2 separate regions of the Rattus norvegicus genome follow, and region 2 is linked to region 1. The links are chromatin contacts, called in public Hi-C maps. All regions are on one chromosome and are shown on one strand. The core of a region is the stretch at or near the end of the contact, and the rest is flanking DNA. Distances in the headings are between cores, read along the strand shown. Region 1 holds the start of Adpgk (ADP-dependent glucokinase). Region 2 holds the start of Arih1 (ariadne RBR E3 ubiquitin protein ligase 1).

Region 1 (6,356 bases), core at 1,957-4,456:
AGAAATGGAACAACTAGCAGATGGCTCCTGTAGGTGGAAGACCTCAGTGGAAGTTCTAGCCTTGACTGATCTTAATGATAAATCTAGTCCCAGCCACCATCCTATTATATAGAACTCCAAGGTACAACTGCTTAGACGAACCCAATCATAACTCAGACTAATAAAGATCATGAGCTATGGCTGTTTTGAATTACTCCATTTTGCGGTGATTTATTATTATATAACAGAAAATGGAACATCTTCTTAGAGCTTTCTCTACTACCCCGTCCTGGGAGGAATTAGTAATTCTTTGGAATAGCTGGAGTGCCTTGCTCTTATTGGCAGCTGAACACAGACAGCACTTTTCACAACTGTTATGGACAATTTCTCTCCCCTACCTCACCTCAAATTGTTGTATGGAAATCCTGTGGTCTGAATGAGAATGCTCCCTATCAGTTCATAAGTTTAAATGTTTTGTCCCCAGTTGGTGGAACTGTTTGTGAAGGGTAGGTGTGGCCTTGTTGTAAGAAGTTCACCACTGGGGGTGGGCTTTGAGGTCTCGAAAGCCTATGCCCTTGCCAGGTAGCTATTTTCCTCCGGCTTGTGAATAAGGATATAAACTCTCACCTACTGCTACAGCACCTGCCTGCCTGCTGCCACGCTCCCTGTCATGATGGTCATGGACTCATCCTCCGGAACTGTAAGCCCCCATAAACGCTTTCTTCTACAGCTTGCTTTGGTTGTAGAGCTTTGTTATGGCAACAGAAAAGTAACCGAGACAAACCCCAGTCCTCCGTGACTGTATTTGGTTTTAGGGTCTTTCAGGAAGCGACTAAGGTTAAATGGGTGTTGGGGGTGGGCCCTAATCCAACAGGAATAGTGTCCATATAAGAGGAGGAGACATCACTCTGGAGAACTATACAGTAAAAGGCATGTGAGAACACCTGTAGCTGCCTAGCTGCAAGGTAGGAAGAAAGGCATCCCCAGAAATCAGCTTCCTTAGAAACCACTCTGGCACCTTGATTTGGGACTCAGGCTCAGTCACCAGAAAGTCTGTCATTTTAAGCAACTAGTGCGAGTTATTCTGTTCTAGCAGCCCAAGCTGCTTCCAGCAGCACAGACCTGGCTTCCTCCATACATACATACACCCTCAGAGCCCAGCACATATGTGACATAGCTCAAAGAAAGATGATCAAGAGCCCGATAAAGCCATGCCTTTAATCCCAGCACTAGGGAGGCAGAAGCAGGTGGATCTCTGAGTTTGAGGCCAGCCTGGTCTATAGCATGAGTTCCAGGAGAGCCTGGACTACATAGAGAAACTCTGTCTAGAAGAAAAGTAAGTATATAAAAATAATTTTAAAATAAAACAAAATTAAGATTAAAAAAGAAAAAGAAACAAAATTAGACAATAAGGGCTAGAGATGGCTCAGCAGTTAAGAACAGGGGCTGCTATTCCAGAGGACAGAGTTCATTTCCTAGCACAAGTTTGGGTAACTCACAACCACATGTAACTTGGCTCTAGGGGATCCAAGACTCTTTTCTGGCCTCCAAGGGGACCTGCGTTTACGTGAACACACCCACTCCCACACAAATAAAGTTTAAAAATTCTAAATCTTAAAATAAGACTTTGATAATGAAGGCTAGAGAAATGGTGCTATGGTTAAGAGCAGGTCCTCCTGAAGAGGACCCAGGTTTGAATCCCAGCACCCCTGTAGCACCTCACAATTGTCCACAATTGCAGTTCCAGGGAGGAGGGGGGTCTTTACAGGTACTGCATGGAAAAAACACATACACGAAGAAGAGGGGGGTTGGAGGAAGAGAAGGAAGAAAAGAGGAGGAGAATCTGATATGAGGTAGGCAAAGAGACTGAACTTTAAAGAGTTAAGAGATACACAATGCATAGGTTTGTATTGTGTTTGAATATAAGCTAACATAATATATTGGGTAAATATGATTATTTCATTGACTCAGGTCAACTTTGCTTTACTCCACCTAGCTACAACATTCGAACAAAAAAGAATATCTGACTGGTGTGTTTTTGCACAGGCCTCTTGTGCATGTAACACCAGCATATGAAGCAGGGGCAGGCAGATCTAAGCTTGAGGCCATTCTTGATCTCCTTATGTTCCAGACCAGCCAAGGAGGCTGTAGTTCAAAAAAAGAAACAGCAACAATAACATAAAAACCAAACGAAAACAACCCACCAAAAAAACCAACCAACCAACTCCAACCTAAAGAAAAACATCACAAAAAATTTTGCTGATGCATGGTGTCCTTGACAAGAAAATCAAGCCTAACTGAAAGAGGGACTGAGGTTAGTGTAAAAAAATAACTACATTTCTGTGAGTTTCACAAAGAAAGGAGTATTTGTGATTTGAGAGAGCCTTAAAAATATGAACCACCACTTAGTATGGGGAAGAAAATAGTTTCGAGAAGGGCGTGCTAAACTCGAAAGGCGCAGAGAGCTGATAATGAAACCTTAACAAAAAAAATGTTGAATTTGAAAAGGCGTAGTTTTTGTAGAGTTGTCTTCAGACTGGATGACGTAAAGAAATAAAGTCAACAGCTAGAGACAGAAACATTCAGCTTTAAGTACATTAGGAAGGGTACTAGAAAAATAGGAAAGCCCAAACGTCGTGACCACCTGAGAACAGTTGGCAGTAAGGGCTGAAAGACAGGACAACGGAGAAACCTCAAAAAATACAACTGACAGGTTGAGTTGTATTTAAGAGGCTATGAGAGCTGATTGGTTTTACACCGACAAGAGAAGAGCAGGGCGAGTCGAGAGTAAATATGCTGACTATCCCTGCAGCGATGACGAAAAAGGTTCGTCTCACACGTCCGACACTTTCCGCCAAGAGGGCAACCCGGACACCACCGAGTCCCGGGCGGACCCCGGAGCGCGCCCACTTCCCGGGGAGGCCCAGAGCCACAGACAGGCCCCGCAGGCACTCACCCCACAGCCACGCGGCGCCAGCGCCGGGCGGGCTGCACGATGAGGGCATCCCAAGCGGCCGCCAGCCGGCTCTCTGGGGACAGAGATCCCGGGGGCACTGGCGCGGGCCCCAGCCTCAGCGAGCTCCAGAGCGAGCGTAGCGCTGTGCCCGGCAGCTCCGGCTCCAGCAGAAACACGCAGCCCACGGCCAGCGCCAGGAAGCCGGCGCACGCAGAGCCGCGCCACAGCGCCATGTGGACACACTGCCGCACTGGAGACTACGAGATCCTTTCTCGGCTCGCGCCTCCTCCCAGCTGGGCGCGTGCTGACGTACACGCGCGGAACGTCACACCCGCGCGCCACAGGCTCTTCCTCCCGATGGGCGGAGCTACTGAACTGTTGCCCCAGTTATGGGTGGAGTTATAGGTGGGCTAGACAAGGGGGCGGGCATTGGAGATTCACTCACTTCACTTCTTGGCGCCGGCGCTGGGCGGAGTTGTTGTGCGGTTCTGACCCTGGATGGACAAAGGCAGCAGTGTGGCCCCAATCCTTGCACGTCTTCCCGATTTTCACCTGCAGTCCAAGATAGAGTGGGGGGAAATACGTTTACTTCCCTAGTAAGATAAGGCTTGCAGATACCGAAGAAGCAGGCAAACCTCGCGATTTACGTAAGAGTCAGTTGGTCTCCCATTAACACGAGCCACGCTGTTCTCTCTTAATCCGTCCCTCCGCTAGTGTTTCCTCTCCATGGTTTTACAACGCCGGTTCCTTTCAGAGTCTGATGCATTGGCTAGGCGGAGGGACGGATTAAGAGAGAGACGCTGGGAAGGGCTTCCCGTGGGAGGAATCAGCTCAGACACTAGTGGTTCTGGGCCAGGGGATTCCACCTCTTGAGGTTTTCAGCTACTCAAAGGCTTCCGCTGAGATGGAAGCGATCTTGTTCAATCTAGAGATCAGATTCAACACTCAGACCTCTTAGATAACCCTTTCGGAGGTGCTGTTCCTTTTAACAACCTCAGAATAAGCCGTAAAGGGATACAATCGTGTACAATATGGAGGGACTATAGACTCCAGTTTAAAAAAAAAAAAAAAAAGTCCTGGGTTTCGTGTTCTCGGTGATACTACAGGAATCCAGCGCTGTCTTCTTTGGTGTGACATTTCTGTGTGGGAGGGTAGATTAAGAGTCAGGGAAGCTAGGCTTGATGTCCAGTTCATTCTCAGCCTCATCTGCTGGCCTGGATTGTTCTAGTTCTGCTAGCGCCTGACCAAATTTCTATGGTGTCTATGATTTTTGGACTTGTTAATAGAAATGTATTTCCCTAGCTTTGATCTTGGACATTATCACCTCCATCCCCCGAGTGTCCATGCCAAGATATTCCAGAGAAAAGGTTTCTGTCATGGCCCTCAGCTGTTAAGTCTCCCTGCCACCCAAAGTGACCGCACCATCCTCCATTTTCAAAACAATAGATCCACTGACCAGCCAGAGACTGTTTACTAGTTTGCTTATTCTCCTATGTATTTATTAAATAGGGTCTTGTGTAGCCCAGACTAGCCTCAAGCTTACTGCGTTGTCAAGGATGACTTTGAACTTCTGATCCTCTTGCCTCTACCTCTTCATTACCTCCTGGAATTACAAACCTGTATCTCTGTACCTGGTGCTCAGTGAGGAAGGGGAGGTCTGTGCCTTCTAGACAGGCGCTTTACCAAATGAATAGCATTTTTTAGCCCCTGTGTACTGAGAACCAATACACCGGGTGATTAATTGATTTGGGAGATTGACTGGCAAAGTCACTGGTTGAAGGTTGGCTAGAGCCCATTAAATATAAGTTCCCAAGATCAGTTTTGGGAAGAGCAGAGGAAGCTGAACAACACACACTGAGAGGCCGAGGGGAAGGCTCCCCACCAGCGTGGTGGTCCCTTGGAAAGCTGCTGGGTTTCCAGAACTTTGCACCCGATTCTTCTTTCCAGGCTTGCAAAAACTTCTGTTGTTTAGTCTCAGAGGCTAACTGACAAGAGCTGGAGTAAAATCGAAGTTTATTTCTCATGTAAAAGTCCAGATGTGGTATGTGTGACACTGTGGGCTGGGCTAACAAGCAGGATCTCATCTGGTAGTTTTGCGGGGGATGATCTGGGCCTCTTCCTGATTGGGTCAGTCAATGTGAGTTTGTACTGGAGCAGATAAGGAGATGAGAGTTGGCCTCAATTCCAGCTGCAAATTAAGAAATCCAGAGCTCCTGGAGCTGAAGGGCAGACACCAGCAACACTCCACAGAGCCCTCTAACCACCTACACAGTCCCAGCAGCCTTGATTTCCTCTCCCATTTTATCAGGGCTCAGGGAACTACAGTCCCTCTTGAAATATTTCCTTAGTGAATGACAAGTCATTTCAGATTATCTGTTTGGCATCTGGAATGTTTTGCTAGCCAGTGGCTTTTCTAGAGGACAAATTATACCAAGTAGTACTGAATAAGCAGACAAGGCTTTACTGCCTGAGCTGAGCAAAAACAAAAACAAAAACAAAAAAACCTGAGGGAGCCTCATGATCACCCCTCCCCCAACCCAAATTACTTCCAGATATGGCCTTTGCTATTGGTTCTCTCTCCCAGGACCTTAAAATGAGAGAGAGAGAGAGAGAGAGAGAGAGAGAGAGAGAGAGAGAGAGAGAAATTTCATGCCAGAGAATTCAGAGAGCAGCATAGGAGCATAGGCCCCAGGTGTTCCACCCAAGACCCTGGCCCAGAAGGCCAGAAGGCACACCTTGGATGTAAACAGAACACCACATCACCCCAGGATCTGAAAGGTTTCAAGTCTGCTTCTATTTTGGAGCAAAAGGCCCCCATGTTGGCTGGGTTAACCTTTTCCACAGCTCAGGATCTCTGGGGCTTCATCCAAGCTGCTTTCTAAAAACTATCCTCTAATCAGGTGTTTGTTGATGCCAGGCACCCTGCCAGCCACAGATTAGAGCAGAACTTTAAAGGTTATTTAAAAAAACTCCAAAGAGACAAGATGGGGAAAAAAAGATCTCAAGACCTTCAAGAAAAAGGTTTATATTCTGATCAATGGGCGCCCTCCTCTCTGTCTGGCACTAATAGAGCCCTGGAAGGGCTCAGGAGATGAGCTGAGGCAGGGGCATAGCTAGACTGTCAGCAGCAGAGACAGGTGAAGGGTAAGGGATGTTCCTTGGTGGTAACAGGAGTACCCTGCCTGGAATGGCATCTTCTCATTTTGGGAGGTGAGGCACTGGCCCAGGACTTTCCTTTGGGCTGAACTACGTTGAAGGGGAAGTGCTGAGCCTGGAGAGCAGGAGGCTGAAGCTGTTGGGATGTCTGTCTTTTGGGAGCCCAGGGACTTCTACACAGTGTTCCCTTGACATCTCAATTTTCCTATCAGACTGCCAGCCAAGGCCCTTCAAGCTCACAGACTCTGTCCTCTGAAGGTGTGGA
Region 2 (6,356 bases), core at 1,838-4,337, 180 kb before region 1:
AGTGCTTTAAGCAAATTCAAGCTGTTATTCTTCTCCCCCTGGATTTCTGAGGTGGTTTCATAGTTAGCAGTTGTCACTGGAGCCCATGCTCTACGAAGTACCCTGCTATCTTTTTTTTTAAAAAAAGACTTATTTATTTATTACATGAGTACACTGAGCTGTCTTCAGACACACCGGAAGAGGGCATCAGATCCCTTTACAGATGGTTGTGAGCCACCATGTGATTGCTGGGAATTGAACTCAGGACCTCTGGAAGAGCAGTCAGTGCTCTTAACCACTGAGCCATCTCTCCAGCCCCCCAGCTATCTTTTTGAGAACAAGGATCATATTGTTTTATTCTTCTGCTTGAAACCCTTTCAAACTTCCCACTGCCCTAATGTAAACTTCTTAGGATAGCTCATGATTCCCCTCTGACCCCTGCCTCATCTGCCTTCTCAGGTTTTATCCTTTAATAGTATCTAGCTGCTCAGCAAATTTCAGTAATGATATTTTCAAATACCAAAATTTTAAACATGGTTCAGATGTTTTCAAATTTTACTATAACTTAAAATTCATGCACTTGAGAAGACTAGAAAAGGCAAATTTGGAGTGAATTTTGTTGCTGGTAGTTTTTGTTTGAAACATGGTCTCCTCATGGAGCCTAACTTGGGTGGCTTCAAACCTGAATCTTCAGTCTTCAGAGTTTTTAATATTATAGAGATGAACTACCACCCACACTACTGGGTTGGAGGTTCGAGGAAACTAGTTAAGGTATGAAAGAAGTCATATTATGAGAACAAAATTTAAAATTTAATAGTAGTATTCAGTAGTAGTATTTAGGGTTCAGCTGCCTTTGTGATTGAAACTTAGTAAGAGAATGCACATTGCTATGCATTAGCCTAAAGGAAGAACCTAAAGGAAGATGATGCAAAGGGTTTTTAGAGCCTTGAAATTGTTATGGTTAATATCAACCTGATGACCCCAGAATTACTCAAGAGATAAATCTCTGGGCAGTTTTATGACTTTGTAGATCCAATAACTGAGGTGGGAGATCCATTCTATATGTGGACTCCTAGGCTTAATGATAATAAGAAAGTGATGTAAAAATCATTGTTCACCTCTCTCTCTGCTTTCTGACTGCTGATACAATGTGACAACTGCCTCATACTTTTGTCATCATGCTTCCTTGCCAGGATAGATCTTGTCCTCAAAATGTGAGCATTGATCCCCTCCTCCCTTAACCTGCTTTGTCTGTTATTTTGTCACAACAATAAGAGAAATAGTGAATTAACGAATACACAGATATTCTTGAATTACTTCCACAGGTATAACCCAACAGGGATGGGGAAGAACAAAGGGTGTTTGTGTCTATGGCTTGTCTCAGTTGTGGCAATAACTTATAATTGCTAAATAGAAACACAATGACTCAAAGGACAAAGATAACCTAGAGCTGATGTTAAGTGCTTTGATTTGAGCTGGGCATGGTGGTGCATGTCTCAAATTTTAGCATTTGGGAGACAGAGGCAGGAGGGTCAGGAGGGTCAGGAATTAAGGGTCACATGAGACCCTATCTCAAAAACAAAACAAAACGAAACAAAACAAAAGAAAAGGCTCAGCAGTTACAGAAAAGCACTTTCCATGTAGCCTGATAACTTTACCCCAACTCCTGGAGTCCACACAGTGAAAAGAATGAGTTGTCTTCTGACCTACACTTGCCATGCCCTCAACTCAGTAATTATATGTAGAAAATAAATTGATCATTTGAGAACAAAATAGACAAACCAATATGTATCTTTATATTTTCCACTTTTCAAAGTTTTTTTTTTAACAGAATCTATATCTTAAGCACTGTATCTATTAAGGATTCAGCTTTTAAAAGATTTTCAGACTGGCCAGTCTTTCAAGTTACTGGAAGAGGGAGGTTCTTATGCCTCTCTTCCTTCAAAACACTTTCTTGGCTCTCCTGTCCTATTTTCAAGGTATTAAGTCCAAAGCAAATAAAAGAAGATAAACCCAGCCTTGGAAAGGCATAAAGTGCTTTGTCATGACCTCTAATTTGCCCAATATTTCATTTACTGATTTAAGTTTTAAGTTTCAGTTTTGTAACTACCGTGAACTTTGTGTTGAGACAAGGCCATCTTCCTTTCCTCCTTTGTTGAAGTAGCCATCCATCAACACAGCTTACTTCTGCACTACTTCCAAATAAGCAGTACTGCTATATTTGGTCTTTGTCGATGTGGTTTGCCTATATTGTTTCCTAGAATTATTACTGTAATTTTCATGCAATGTAAGACATATTATGTATCAGAAAGCCTCTTTGCTCCACTGCTGGGGGCTGAAACTGGGGTCTTTATGCATGCTGGACAAGTGTATGCCACCACAAGGTATACACTTCGATTTTTAGAGCCTCAAGTGCCTCAGCTATAACCTGGGTACTAGGACTCAGTGAAAAGGAGCGCTAAACTATGGAAGGCCCTTAGTGATCCATTGAGGAATTGATGGCCTTTAGTAATCAATTGAGGAACATGACTGTTGACATGTTTTGGACCCTCAAGAAGCACTAGTCAAGATGAGTTCAGGAACCGTCTCTTTACGATGACGTCACCTCACGGGGACCCGAGAACCTCTGTAGATCCACACGAGTGGACAGCAACACTCTGACTACCTGTCACACGATTTGGAGGTTCCGCGTATTACCACCTTCCAGGCAGTTACTCGGGAAACCGGAATTTTAGCTGAGCAGCTGCCGGCTTCCCGGAACTAGCCGGGGCGTGTCAGAAGTGTCTGCGAGGCCCGGAAGCGAGGAAGGTCCGCCACGAAAACCACCGCTTGGCCGCTCCCCGGACTCCTCCCCACGACCGGAAGGCCTCAGCCTCCTCACGTCAAGGACCTACAGCTTCTCAGTCTAGACTGGCCACCGCCGCGCCGCCGCACTCCCGTCCTCCTCAGGCCGGGCCGTGGGGTCTCCTCAATTACTACGCAGGGGCCAAGGGGCGTGGCGCGGTGACGTACAGAGGACCGACGCGATGACGCAGCACGGCGCGGTGACGCACGCCCCTTTGTTGGCTCAGTAGCGGTAGCAGCGGCCGCGGAGGTGGCGCTGGGGACTGTTTTCCGTCCGAGCCCGGAGCGGAGCGGCGTCTGATTGAGGCCGGCAGTAAGCGGCCCCCGCGCTCCCTCCCGCTCTGCTCCGCGCCCTCCCGGCCGCCGCCGCCGCCCGCCTCCAACCGCCGCACCCGGGGAGCAGCCGCGGCCCACGGGGCCGGAACCAGGCCTGCGTCCGGACAGCAGCCGGAGCCGGAGCGAGAGCCGGGGCCTCGGCGTCCCCGCCCTCTCCGCGCCGCGGCCAGCGTCTGCCAGGCCCGCGCGCGTCGCGCCATGGACTCGGACGAGGGCTACAACTACGAGTTCGACGAGGACGAGGAGTGCAGCGAGGAGGACAGCGGCGCCGAGGAGGAGGAGGACGACGACGAGGATGAGCCGGACGATGATAACCTGGATCTCGGCGAGGTGGAGCTGGTGGAGCCCGGGCTGGGCGTCGGCGGGGAGCGGGACGGACTGCTGTGCGGGGAGACTGGCGGCGGCGGCGGCAGCGCTCTGGGTCCCGGAGGCGGTGGCGGCGGTGGCGGTGGCGGCGGCGGCCCGGGGCACGAGCAGGAGGAAGATTACCGCTACGAGGTGCTCACGGCCGAACAGATCCTGCAGCACATGGTGGAATGTATCCGGGAGGTCAACGAGGTCATCCAGGTGAGGGGCCCTGCCACGCCATCTGGCCCTGGAGCCGGCTTGGGGAGCGGACTCAGGCGGCCTGTGCGGCGCGGAAGAGCAGGCCAGGGCCTGGCTGGTCCCGGGCCTGTCTGCCCTGCCGGCCGGTCGGGAGGTGCGCTTGGGCGGTGCTTCCCGGAGTCCTGGCATGGCGGAGGCCTGGGGCTGCCTGAGCGGCTATGGCCGGCCGTTCCAGCATGACTACGGCCAGAGTGCCTTTCCTCAGAAGTGAGGATGGGATACAGGGGCGGGCTAGAGCGGGGTGAGGTGGTGAGTATGGAAGAGGTGTCAGAAAGACCCCGGCCCTTTTCGCAAGGTTTATCCTAGTCCTTGAGTCTCTTGAGCAGTTTCATATGGGATTAGGGCAGGCCCTTCAGAGCAGCTTTGGTGTACGATTGCCCCAAGTGGGCACCGGCTAATAAAGAAATGGATCTCCTTGGCAGTCTTAAGTGGCTACTTAAAGGTGGGGGAAGGGAACTATTTCTCGGAAGAGGTGCTGATGGGCCTTATTTTCTGATTTTGAGACTTATGCCTACATTTAGGGGGAGGGGAGGGACATATTTTCTGTTTGGGACCTGCCTGCTACTACTTCCAGTGGTAACATGTAACTTGATGGTAACATGTAACTTGATGGAAGCTGTTGGAATAGTTACTGCAGATTTCCTATCCACTCTTGCAGCTTCAGCAACAATAAAACGCAGTGTTGTCTAATTGGACAAAACTCTATTGTGAATTAGAAAGAGGCATTCCAGCTTCTGAACTCCTTTCTCTGTAGGTTTCTATTTTGTGCATAGACAGTTAAAACTTGCTTCAGGCCAGTAACTGCATCTCATTTAACACTATATACATCAGAGTTTTTGAGCTTTAGGAAATTAATTTCCATTCGTTTGGGGGAAAAGTTACGAATGGGATGATTGGAAAGTAAAGATGACACGTGATCCTGTGGTGAAAGGCGGAAATTTCAGCTGTTTAGGAGGTTGAAGCAGATGGATGATGGCAAGTTCAAGTCCTACCCGGACTACAGAGTAAACTCAAGGCTGTCCTGGGCAACTTGGTGAGACGCTGTCTCAATATAGAGTAAAAAGGGGGATGAGGATACAGGTCAGTGGAAGAGCAAAAGTTAGAGGCTCTAGATTCATTCAGCCCTCAGTGTTGCAAAATGAAAAATCAGAGTGAAATCTTGATTCATTTTAACTGTAACAGTAGTTACATGGAAGGAAACTACATAGGAACAAGAAGTTACTCTTGTTTTCAAGCACATTGCTTCCTTTTAAACTTTATTAGAATTGGTTAGCTTAATATTCATGGACAGATTATCAGTGTCACTGCCTACTTGCTGAATTTCCATGGCTAACATGTGTATGGTCTCATCCACTAAGCACCGTTTTGCAGATCTAGGCATTAAAGAATGTACTTGGAAAAATGGGAAATCTCATCTAGTGTTGTTAGTAGTGGAAATCTCAAGTTTCAATGTAGATGATGGTGCCTCGGAAATAAGTGAAAGGATTGTAGAAGTCAGATTAAGTTTCATTGCTCTAGTCCTTAGATAATCCAGATTTCTTTCTTCCCTTTATTTAATAAACAAAAAGGAATTGCATTAGCAAGGAATTTGCGGTTAAAACTTGAATTATTTTTATTTACACGCAGTGAGATAAAACCTGATGTTTTTAAACTCACCTAGCTTACTGGCATTATAAATAACTCAAGGGTATTTATCAGAAATAACTGACTTATAAATGTGTATTTTACTTTAGTTAAATCTCATCCAGTTTTGTCAGTTCCTAGATTTATCTGAGTTACCAGGTCAGGTAGCAGATATGCATGACATCATTTGTGGTTTAAAGAAGAATAAATGCTGATGAACTACTAAGACCTGTAAAAATCAGGGATGGGGGGGGAGTACTTTTCCACATTTTCTTGCTTCATTATTCTAGTCTTTATAAGTAAGACTGATTTTTTTTTTAAGATATATTTTTATTTTTATGAGTACACTGTAGGTACACACACTAGAAGAGTGCATCGGATCCCATTACAGATGGTTGTGAGCCACCATGTGGTTGCTGGGAATTGAACTCAGGACCTCTGGAAGAGCAGTCAGTGCTCTTAACCGCTGAGCCACCTCTCCAGTCCGAGGCTGGATTTATGAACACCTGAACATGTATTTCTTGTTGAAAGTTCATATTTAGAAATACCAGTCAAGTCAAAGGTAGGATATATTCCATACCACCTTTTCTTGAACTAATTAATATTCTTATACATCTAAACTAGGCTTGATTCTGTTTTAGGTATTTAAATTCAAAGCATTGCACGGGTAATATGTGTACAGTGTAAGAAAAGAAATCTCATCAGTAAAGAGAAACTTAGAGGCAAAATAAGCTACCAAGAAACTTCAAAATGTGAGCTGTAGCTAGTTTTCTGGGACCTGCATAGATAGCCATACATATTTTTTAAAAAAAAAATGATTGTGTGTAATTTGATTTCAGTGGGGAGAAAAAGCAGGTTTCAAAACCAGAAAGAATTTCTGAAGAACTTTCTCTAATAAGTAACTACTCTGTTAAAGAACATAGTGATTACACATTAATTTGTTTAACCTATTGCTGGCTTTTTACAGT

The links. Hi-C and Micro-C count contacts between places; a contact is called where the count stands out from the background.
Region 2: a Hi-C map of liver shows a contact between it and region 1, with 2.3 times the contacts expected there. The contact joins the promoter of Arih1 here to the promoter of Adpgk in region 1. A contact is called at or near these places in 4 of 12 Hi-C or Micro-C datasets (frontal cortex, liver, mammary epithelial cells and 1 more).

What each region holds. Positions count from the first base shown.
Region 1 is chr8:68,592,122-68,598,477 of GRCr8, reverse strand. Adpgk (ADP-dependent glucokinase) reads right to left here and starts at 3,206. Exons shown (of 7, transcript NM_001100723.1): 1 at 2,936-3,206. The coding sequence starts at 3,168.
Region 2 is chr8:68,772,303-68,778,658 of GRCr8, reverse strand. It overlaps Arih1 (ariadne RBR E3 ubiquitin protein ligase 1), which reads left to right and starts at 3,087. Exons shown (of 14, transcript NM_001013108.3): 1 at 3,087-3,726. The coding sequence starts at 3,358.